Regions from separate parts of the Sus scrofa genome. Here region 1 is linked to region 2. The links are chromatin contacts, called in public HiChIP or PLAC-seq maps. All regions are on one chromosome and are shown on one strand. The core of a region is the stretch at or near the end of the contact, and the rest is flanking DNA. Distances in the headings are between cores, read along the strand shown.

Region 1 (5,244 bases), core at 2,512-5,011, 130 kb before region 2:
CAAACAAAAAAAACAAAAAAAACAAAAAAACACACAACAAAACAGTATAACTATAAAAATATCGAATCACCCCAAGCTAATATAATATTGTAAATCAACTATATTTCAATAAAAAAATAGATAAAAACAAAATGCCTAAAGTAGCACACTTTTCTTGTCTTACAGTGGAAAAATGATCCAGATTTTTTTTAAATAATGGATTTTTTTTTCCAGCTGCCCCAAGTTAGAGCTGCAACCTAAGCCACAGCTACAGCAACCTAAGCCACTGCACCAGGCTCGAACTGGCACCTCCACCAAGACAAGCCAGATCATTAACCCACTGCACCACAACAGGAACTTCAAAATAATGACTTATTTTTTAACCTGCGCTTTTATAAAAATAGAACTTAAGGAAACATATATTCTTGTAATTCATATTCCCTCTGGGGGGGAAATCTGCTATGCAGTTACCATAAATGAATGAAAATTTAAGCAAAAGGAACAAATGAAAAAGTATTTTAAAAGCAAGAACACATTTTTAAATCTTAAATTTTTGATAATAGTTTCAAAATACCTCCTGATTCTTGTTTTAGTTAATTCGTTCCCTGTTAAAGTAGGCCTTCTGAGCCTAGGGCCTTTCACTGGCTGGCACTGCTATTCTAAAATATACCTGTGCCTGCAAGGTTCCTGCAGGTTAGTTTTTGCTGCTGAGGAAACTGCCATTACTAGCACTGAATTTCAATGACTTCCTGCAGGCAAACACCTGGAGGCAATTACCTGTACTTGTCTGCCAGCAGACACAAATATGCTTTAGAACAGAAAAACTATATGTCTGATTTTTGAAAAAAAAAAAAAAAGACCAGCTTCTTTGTGTAATATTTTAGTTGTGTTTGAATGAAACGCTAGGTTATTCAGTCTAAGAATTTTATCCTCTAACCTAGTATATGTGGATCCATCCATTTTTTTTTTCAGCACAGAGTTTCCAAAGATGAGGACTTTTCTATTACCCTTAACCTTCCATCTAGTGTCACAGTTCTTTTGTTCTCTTACAGCATATGGGTCAGTGACAATGACTGAAGAAGGAAGAAAAAAAACAATAATCTACTTTTTAATCTAAAATGACAGCATTTTCATTTGAGATGCTTTAAATAATAGACTTCCAAGCCAGTTAAGAGGTCAGGGTTCAGGAAGGAGTTAAAGAACATATCAAATTACACCCCATTTTATTTTAACATACATATGGACTGAGTCATATTTTATATACCTAGGGATGGTCTCTAGAGAGAATTTGGATAATGACCACTGCTTGAGCTAAACCATCAAAGTTTTGTACTTGAAGGTAAATGGAGATTTAAAGTACACCTTTAGAGGTATCAGAAATGCCATCAAAATACTTTTTCAGCGTTAAAATGATAAGTACTGTCGTGGCTCAGCAGAAACGAATCCCACTAGGATCCATGAGGACTTGGGTTCGATCCCTGGCCTGGCTCAGTGGGTAAAGGATCCTGCGTTGCTGTGAGCTGTGGTGTACGTTGCAGATATGGCTGGGATCCTGTATTGCTGTGGCTGTGGCAGAGGCTGGCAGCCATAGCTCAGATTCTCCCCCTATCCTGGGAAGCTCCATATGCCATGGGTGCAGCCCTAAAAAGCAAAAACAAACGAACAAAAAAGTACTGAAAATAATGTTTGAATGTACTTTTATGATTTTATAGACTACTACAGTCAGGGTAGATTATTAAATCATTAGGCATGTAAGTGGGCTGCAGTTCTTAATCAGGGTAATTTTAGAGTTTCACCTCTTTCTGCTTTTAGTCTTATTCACACAAAACTAAAGATGAGTAACAAGTTCTGAAGCTTCCTTTTTTAGCATAATCAAGTTTCAATAAAAATTTCATTTCTTTCTGTAATTCCTCTTTCTGTAATGGGCCTCATGTTTACAACTGAGGTATCATTTTATTTTTTAATCTTTTTCTTTTCCTCCCTAAAGGCTTATCTTACATTTATATCTAACAATTCAGTCCCCCCAGCATATTTTCCAATTTCTATTGTACACATTAGTAACGCACAAAGTTTGTGTTTTATTTACCATAAGGCTTTCCTAGAGCTCTGGTCAGAATACAATGTTTTAAGACAAACCATATTTTCATAGTTTCAGTGTTACAATTAGCTATTGCATTCCCATATAGGGATTCGATGTTAAATAAATCAAGAATATGACCAACAGTAGGCTGTAAGAATGAAACTCTGTCTACAGGTCTCTTTAATGATTTAAAATACAACAGTGTTTTGTTCCAAGCCCTACAGAATTTTAGAACGGGCAGAAATCTTAGACATCGACTTTAACACCTAAATTTCACGAGGAAACGGAAATTAGGACTTGGTGACCTTCTTGGGTCATATTGGTAGTTATTCGCTTCCTGCCTGGTCTCTGTCAACCTTCACTTTGCCTCCTAGATAAAAGATCTGTTGACTCGGACTTAAGGCTCCTTCTTCGGTGTCTGGGCTGATGTCCTTCCCAACGCTCAAAGGACATCCGTCTTCTCCCGCCCCTCACTGGACTTACTTCCTGATGCAAATCCTGCTTTTCCTTCGAGATCAGATGATGCCTCCTTGAGGACGCAATGACTGATCCCTACTCTTCACGGACTTCCCACGGAATTCCCACTTTCAGATGGTACCTATCTCTTCTGAGGATGTATTACCATGACTAAATTACTTGCCTCTCTTCCTACTAGGTCCCATTTTCCTTGAGGAAAGCCCTCATTGAAGCCATCTTGAGAAACGTCTGATTTATTATGATTATTTTTCTAACACTTAAAAGTATTCCACAAGTCTTAGGCATTCCAAAACTTGTTGGCTTGAGTGAGTGGCTCCAAACCTTTGTTCGACTTTTCTGCTGGCTTGCACTGTAGGGACAACTCAGGGTTAAGGTGCTTGGAGTAGAAAGAATCATCAACTGAACATTTCGCCTATTTTTTCATTCTTTTGTTTGGAGGTCTCAGGCTCTTTTACATTAATTGCCCCAATCTTGCTAGCACAATAGGTCAAATCAAATAGATGTATTATTTCTTACTAGAAAACATGTAATGATAGTGATTATACAAAGCTGTGTGGGACATCTTTATTAATAGTAAGTTACTCTTTTCTTGGGGTGTCCTAAGGTGACCGATTGTCCAAACGAGATTTAGCACCAGCCATATCTTTTGCTGCTAGCTTGAACTAACTCCCTAAAATTCTCTGCTCTCATTCGATCTGATGAATCATTACAGAGGTGTAGCCTCTGCAGGGTAAGCTACTAGTTTCTTATCTAGTTTCACCTCCATGTATTCCAGTGTTTTCATGCTCTGGATATTTATGGAGGCGTATGGGCTTTCTCTGAGCTTAGAGCAGAGGCCACAATGCTATAAAAATAGTCTTCTGGCCACTGTCTCCTGATAGCCACATTATTACTACTAGGTGAGAATGAGGCCCACCAAGGGTTACTGATCCACAAACTCTTAGCAAGTGGGTCAAAATCCCCAACCTAGGACTGCCTCCCTACATGACAGACTGCTAGACCTTTAAGCAAGAAAAACATGAGAAAGTCCAAACTTTTTTTCTCCTCTTTCTTCTGAGTCTAAAAGCTTTAAACAGGGATTTGTGTCAGTTAGCTTTTGTTGCCTGACAAACCATCCCAAAATTTCATAACTTGAAAGATTTATTGAGTCCACAATTCTGCAGGCTGACAATTTGGCGGGTTTACCTAAGTGGTTATTCTGGTCTTGGCTGGGTTTACTTGTGGGTACGGTCAGCTGCTGGGTTGGCTGAGGCTGGTTGATTTAGGAAGGCCTCAGCTGTGATGCCACATGTCCTTACATGGTCTTTCATCCTCCAGCAGACTAGCTGGATCTTTATTTGGTGGTTCTGCCAAATTCAAGAGAAAGAACCAAAATACACAGAACCTCTTGAGGCCTTGGCTTGGAATTGGAATTAGTACATGACCCTGACATATTTTGCTTATCAAAGGCTAGCCCGAATTGAGGCATAGGGAAACAGACCTCAAATCTTGATAGGAGAAGTTGTGAAGCCATAGAGTGAAGGGGTGTGCACTCAATAAGAGAAATAGTTGCTTTCACTTTTTATACAGTCTACCGAACAACTCACAGAGCTTCCGACAAACCCCACTCAACTACCAGTATTGGACAAAGACTGGCCTTCATGAGGAAAGCTAAAAGGAAACAGCAACAAATCACCAGACATATGAAAAGACTTGGAGGTTCAGAAAAGGGGACAAATTTGAGACAATAAAGTAAATTATTCTTCCTCATCAACTTCTTTATTTATTCCAATAAACAAAAAGCTATTTTAAAAGTCTCTGATCTGTATTTTCAATGTGACCTGAGAGTACATCACATTTATGAAAATAAGAGCAGGCAGTAATAAAAAGGGAAGAGCCTGAGAACAGGACAAATAGAGTGAGAGGGTTGTTCTGTTCCTGCATTTTCCGGAAAGAGAATAAAAGTTATAAATTAGTATTAGACTTTGATAAGTCACAAATGACTGCTCTAACCTCTAGGCCAATCTCTAAAAGAATAATCAATGAGTGTACTGCTTCTAAACTAGCAGAGAAAAAACCCCAAAGAATGACAAGAAATCCAAAAGACGTAAAAAAAATGGAAGCTAAAAAGGAACATAAAATAATAGGATAGCTAATAAAGCACTCAATAAGACAGTAGGTTTAAAAGAATATATTAGTAATTACATCAAGTGGAAATGGACTAAATGATCCAATTAAAAGATAAAGATGTTATTAAACTGAATAAAAATGTAACACTCAGCTGCTTAGATGAAACACATCTAAAACAGAAGGATATATAATGGCTGAAGATAAGATGATAGAAAAAGATATACTATATAAACTATCAACCCAAAAAGCTGGTGTCCCTAGATCGATATCTGTCAAGTAAAACTTTAAGGCAAAGTTTTTTTTTTTTTTTTTTTTTTTTTTTTGTCTTTTTGCTATTTCTTTGGCCGCTCCTGCGGCATATGGAGGTTCCCAGGCTAGGGGTCGAATCGGAGCTGTAGCTGCCGGCCTACACCAGAGCCGCAGCAACGTGGGATCCGAGCCGCGTCTGCAACCTACACCACAGCTCATGGCAATGCCGGATCCTTAACCCACTGAGCAAGGGCAGGGACCGAACCCGCAACCTCATGGTTCCTAGTCGGATTCGTTAACCACTGCACCACGATGGGAACTCCTAAGGCAAAGTTTAATCTCTTTACCAG
Region 2 (5,534 bases), core at 1,350-3,849:
TCTTTTGAGATATAATTGATATATAACATTATATTAGTTTCAGGGAGACAACATAATGATTTGATATTTATATATATTCCAAAGTGATCATTATAAGTCTAGTCAGCATCCATCACCACACATAGTTGCAGATTTTTTTTTTCATGTGATGAGAACTTTTAAGATCTATAATCTTAGCAACTTTTGAATATATAGTAGTAATAGCTGAGTCATCATGCTGTACTCTGGCATCTCCATCATTTATTTATTTTACAAATGGAAGTTTGTACCTCTGACCACCTTCAACCATTTCATCCACCCCCTGTGTCTGGCAACCACCAGTCTGTTCTCTGTATTTGAGTTTGGTTTTGTTTTTCTTTTTTAGATTCTACGTAAGTGAGATCATATGGTATTTGTCTTTCTCAGTCCGATTTATTTCACTTAGCATAACGCCCTTTATATTGTTTATCTCTTGGAGTTGGAACTCTTTTGTTGCTAAAGCCCTTTCCAGAAAAGAAAAATGTGTCAGTATACAACATATTAGGGCTTTCATTAGCATTCTTTCTCCCAGTAGGGACATTTGCAGATAAGAGAACCAAACGACACACAGATGTGCCTTTACATATAAGCTCAAGCACCATTTTATCCCCTACTTCTGTGAATAAAATTTAATCACTATGTATCAAATCTTCAATAAGATTCATATCATCTTCAAATTATCCTAATATAGAGGTCTCTCCTTAAGAAGGTACTTAATAAATGTTTGTTGAAGCAGTCACTGAGTATTTAGCTCACAAGAAATTCTAAATGATTATCAACAAGCATAGCAGGCCTTAGTCGGGACCCTTACTTGCTATCTGATTTCCCAAGAGGAAATACAAATTCAACCTCACCTTGGCTTTCTTCTTCCATAGATTTCGAAAAGATCTTAATGGCTTTGGAGTTTCAGGGTCAGCCCTCTCTAAAATTGCTTTTCTTTTATGCTGAGCATACATTTCCAGCTTTAAAAGATACTAAGCATATTCACTCAACCATCCTACTTGACTTTATAAGAAGAGAGCTATGGTCATGGAAATGTTTTTCCTATTAACAAAGTGCAAGGGAGGATTTTCTGATAATTGTCTGGTTAACCAAGGGTGAATGAAACAGATTAACTGTGCCATTGACTTTTAACATTGCAGAAACACGTATATTTCTGAACTTCCTTTCCTTCTAGGAGCAAACAACTAATTTCCAAAACTGGCTTTAATCAGTATTTAACATGACAGTCCTTTTTTTTAGGCAGGATTTTTGACGCTGTTTTGCTTAATTAGTTCAAATTAGGTGTATTTATTCCTAGAGTGGAAGATGAAAATCCATGAGTGAGTAAGAGTGATTAATATCAGTTTAGTTTGAGCATTTGTGGGGCAGTCAACTAAGAATCCTATGAAAATTTATGTCTTTAGGCCATGAGTACCATATCCCCCACTCTTGTTCTTCCATTGTCTCTTCCAGGCACAGACACGTATGTCAATGGGTGTCTACACACCACCTGCAGAATGGGATGTTTCCCATGGGGTGTGGAGCTTTTAGAGTATAAACAGATCGCCAGTTTGGCTGCTGCACCCAGGTAACAGTTCCAAATAGCTGCTGTGAGAGTAGTGCAGACCTGCCCAGTATGGAGGAGGAGCTGGGGACCCCTCTCTGACCTTTCCCCTTTGTGGCAGCCACACCTGACCTTCATGAAGCAGAGGTCCTTGTCCTGTGTCTACCTGAACAACATATATCACCGGAAGGACCTGGGCAAGGGTTACTCAATGCAATTAAAAAGTCAGTTTACTGAAATATCCACATCACCAGCTCACACTTCTACACCGCCAATTCTACTGAACTACCCAAGGTCAGGGTCTTCCTGTCCAGGACTATACTTTAGCACCCAGTACAATGGCTGCCACAGAACAGACTTTCAGTAAAGATTTCAACTGGATGACTAGCACAAGCTGTTGGGGTAGCAGTAAAGACACTCCAGGATCCTGTTTCCACAACTGCTAAAGTTCACAGCTGTCAGGCCCTTAAGCTCCAAGGTCAGCCCTGAAAGGGCAGCTGGTGGAGGCTGCAGTATTCACCCAGGCTTATGCTTAATCTTCGGCCATTCCCTCTAAGCTGTTGCTGAATGGAGCTCCCTCTAAAATCTTCCACAGATATCACTGCAGTTAGAGTTACCCAGTGCCTTCTTCTAAAGCTAGCAATCCTTGGCCAAGGTTGGCGTGTACCTTGGCTTAGACTGATGTCTATGCCTGGCTCATGTTTTCTTTTCATCTTAACATTTTTCAAGACCCTCTTGGGAATTAACTATTTTGTGACTTTGCAAAAGCCAACGGATTTTCCTTTCTTACTACCTTCGTGGCAAGTAGGGAATATATTCTCATTACAGCACTCAGACCAGTGTAGACACTCATTTTTGGTTGTGTATTAAAGTTATACTATTGGATGAATCCAGAAAAAAATGTTGAGTTAAAATATATCTTTAATACTACATGCAAGTATAGATGAGGAATTAAAGACTGAAGCATCTATCTAGCGGTTAGGTCAGAGAATAGAAATCAGAGAACTACTCAGTATGTCTGCACACACTAGAACAGCTGGTCATCTCTGGCAAATCAGTTAGCATTCCTGTAATTTTTGTTGCCAAAGTGACCACCATTTAATTATCCTTCTGGTGAGCAGGCTAGACTACTCTCTACCCACCCGAGAGCTCTGTTCTGAAGAGCTGACAGTGCTCTGCATGCCAGCCCAGGGGCTCTATGAAGACAAGAACAATTCTGTCCTGTTGGTTAGTGGGGACACAGTGCCTTGCACAATGCCTGGCCCGATGCTCAAGCAACATTTGTTGAATCAGTTAAGGAACCCTTAAGGTGCTCAATATGCCTGACCATCTTCCTTATTCTAGATAGTATTACAGAGTTCATTCTCCTCAAACATGTTTGGTCAGGATTCTGTGGGAAGGAAAATAATGTCAGCCCAACAGGTTTTCTTTTTCTCTCTGTGAATAGGGAATTTTTTTTTTTTTTTGGTAGTATAAACAGGCAAATACAGACGTCAGACACTATTAAACAAAATTCAGTTGTTTCTAATAGAGTTCAAGTTGTTTCTCACTTTAATAACTGGAGAATGCTTATTATTCACTTGGCAGTCATTTTTACCACTTCAGAAGAAATTATTGGGTTGACAGAATCATAGAGAAATGTATATGGAAATTAAATAATTGAACACCATCATATCAAACTGATTTATAGAAACTCGTGCTGATTCTTTCCCATACTTTGCTAATTTACTATTCTAATAGCCTAGAGCGTGCGTTTAGCAAATATCATAGCTGCATGTGCCACAAGCTTCATTTTCCCTCACACTGACCTTGGATTAACCCTTCACCTTTCATTCTACAGTTAATTAAATCCAGTGACATTTCGGTTCGACACTCTCCACTGAAATATTGAGTGAGGGTCTTAAATCCCTTCATACTTGTCCCAACCGCCATGCCTACCTCCCCATCATACATCTGCTTCAGTGTCACAATGTTTTGTCAAAAACTGCAGTACTGCCATGGTAACATCATAAACCTGTCCCTTGCCCAACTCTTCAAGGAGTTTATAAAAATCCAGCTGTAAAAGTTGGCCATCGGCTGTGTGAGATGGTTGTTTTATGTTTGGTAGTTAACCTTTTTTTCCCTTTCTTTCTTCACTGTTCCCACTCCGAAACCACTCATTTAAAAATATTTACAAAGTAATTTAACATGTATTTAGCCATCAAAGAGGAAACTGGAGTTGAGCTCAAGCTGACTTTTCTTACCACTATACTGCTGTCTAAGGTTAAAATTGTCACTTTTTTTTTCCTTTTTACCATCTGGGTGAGCTCAGCTGCAATCAGTTCTTTTTTCATCCCCCTCTCATTTCCTCTTGCTGGGAAGTCTTCACTTCCCTGAGTTCCTTTTGAATGCAGTGAGAAACCCATATATAGGAAAAATACAGAGGCATTCATGGGAACGGAGGCAGGCCTGGGAGGCACGAATCATTCCAGCACAGTTAGTCTCCATTTTACTGGAACCCACTTAACTCCACTTGAAATGGGGTGAAGTTGTTCCTTTTATTTTTTCTTCAGAGATAAGTTGCCTAAGGTATTTGTTTCCCCATTATTTCTAATTTTTTTTTCTTTTCTTTTCATTAGTTTGGGCATTTGTGTGGAAATCCCATCTATCCTTATCCTAAAGTTTTAGATAAGGTTTGGTGAGGTTACATCACTCATAGTGGACAGAGATGATACAGGGAACCCTGCATCTACCAAAAAAAGGAAGATTTTTAATTTTTTTTCTTAAATAAAATGAAACTTGTTAGGCAAAGAAAGAAACAACAACAACAACCAAAAAAAAAAAATCAAAGGAAGAGTCAACCAATGTCTACTGGAACTATTCTGAGTTAAGAGTCTTTGAAAGACTATAAATACAGAAGTACAGAAATGTTAATCATATGATATTTGATAAGTTTGATTCATTTGAGCAAAATTCAGGTGGAGGTTTTGATAGCATTATCACAGGCTAGTTTACTACCTCAGGACAAACATTGAATGTGTGTAATTAAATAGTTCCTGGTGAAAGAAACTTGAATGGTCAGAATTGCACATCTAAATCAAAGTGGAGGTAGGCAGTCTTTCTGGGAAACATACACAGGATCTATTCCAAGGCCGGGAAGCTAATGTGTGTGTATTCAAAAGGGCACATGGAATGACCTGAGTCATTCCATGACAGGTGGCCCCGGCACAATCACAACACTGCTGAGGTCTGTGAACTTGTCTTGGGAGCTTCCCATCTTCTGTTATCCTTGCCTTTCTCCCTTGCTTATTAGCACAATACTCAATACCCAGCACAGATGCTCAACGTATGTGTTCTCTGCAAATGATTTATTTTACCCTTTTCATTTCTAATTAGTAATAATTAGTAATGTTATCATTTCAGGAACTGTATAATTACATCTAAAATCTAGAGATCTGTAATATCTTGAAACTATTCACCATAGCCCAGCAAATGAATAACTCAGCTCAGACCAAAAAAAAAAAAAAAAATCCCCCTCTTCCACACTGACAATGTGTGGTAATAATATCAGAGTCCTTACCCATGAAATGACAGAGTCACAGAATGCTTGCAGTGGAGATGGTTATCAGTTAACTTTAAAAAATTATTTTCATGCACTCTGCAACTTGGAATTCCCCCCTTGCCCTGCCGCCTTGATGTCAAGAGCAACTACACATGTGGTTCTGAAGGCCACACGAGTTAATCTGAGACTACCCTGGAAATTCCCTCCTTTGGGTGTAATGGTTCAGTGGAATGACAGGTTATTTTACAGGGTAGTTGTTTCAATGCAACAAACATTCTAAACAAGAAAAAGTAGCACTAAAATTAGCAAAAATAGCACTAAACACTGTTTTTCTCAAAGTCTGTTATATTTCAGGCAGGGGCAAATGCACAGAGAAGTCAACACTTCTGATCTACTGATAAAAAACTGAGAGTTCTCCATGTTATTAGG

The links. HiChIP or PLAC-seq counts read pairs in DNA pulled down with a chosen protein or histone mark.
Region 1: a contact with region 2 is called in an H3K27ac HiChIP or PLAC-seq map of skeletal muscle, with 2.0 times the contacts expected there. The contact joins two enhancer-like sites. A contact is called at or near these places in 2 of 47 Hi-C or Micro-C datasets (embryonic fibroblasts and liver) and 1 of 2 datasets of contacts at active chromatin or transcription factors (skeletal muscle).

The regions. Positions count from the first base shown.
Region 1 is chr7:8,491,393-8,496,636 of Sscrofa11.1, reverse strand. No RefSeq gene overlaps it. Among named protein-coding and RNA genes, the nearest start is that of HIVEP1, 22 kb to the left of the region's middle. Within about 2 kb of position 3,761, at least 3 of the 83 cell types and tissues checked have an H3K27ac peak or open chromatin away from gene starts, as enhancers often do. A contact at or near this core is called in skeletal muscle, where this site is marked.
Region 2 is chr7:8,361,221-8,366,754 of Sscrofa11.1, reverse strand. No RefSeq gene overlaps it. Among named protein-coding and RNA genes, the nearest start is that of ADTRP, 50 kb to the right of the region's middle. Within about 2 kb of position 2,599, at least 7 of the 83 cell types and tissues checked have an H3K27ac peak or open chromatin away from gene starts, as enhancers often do. A contact at or near this core is called in skeletal muscle, where this site is marked.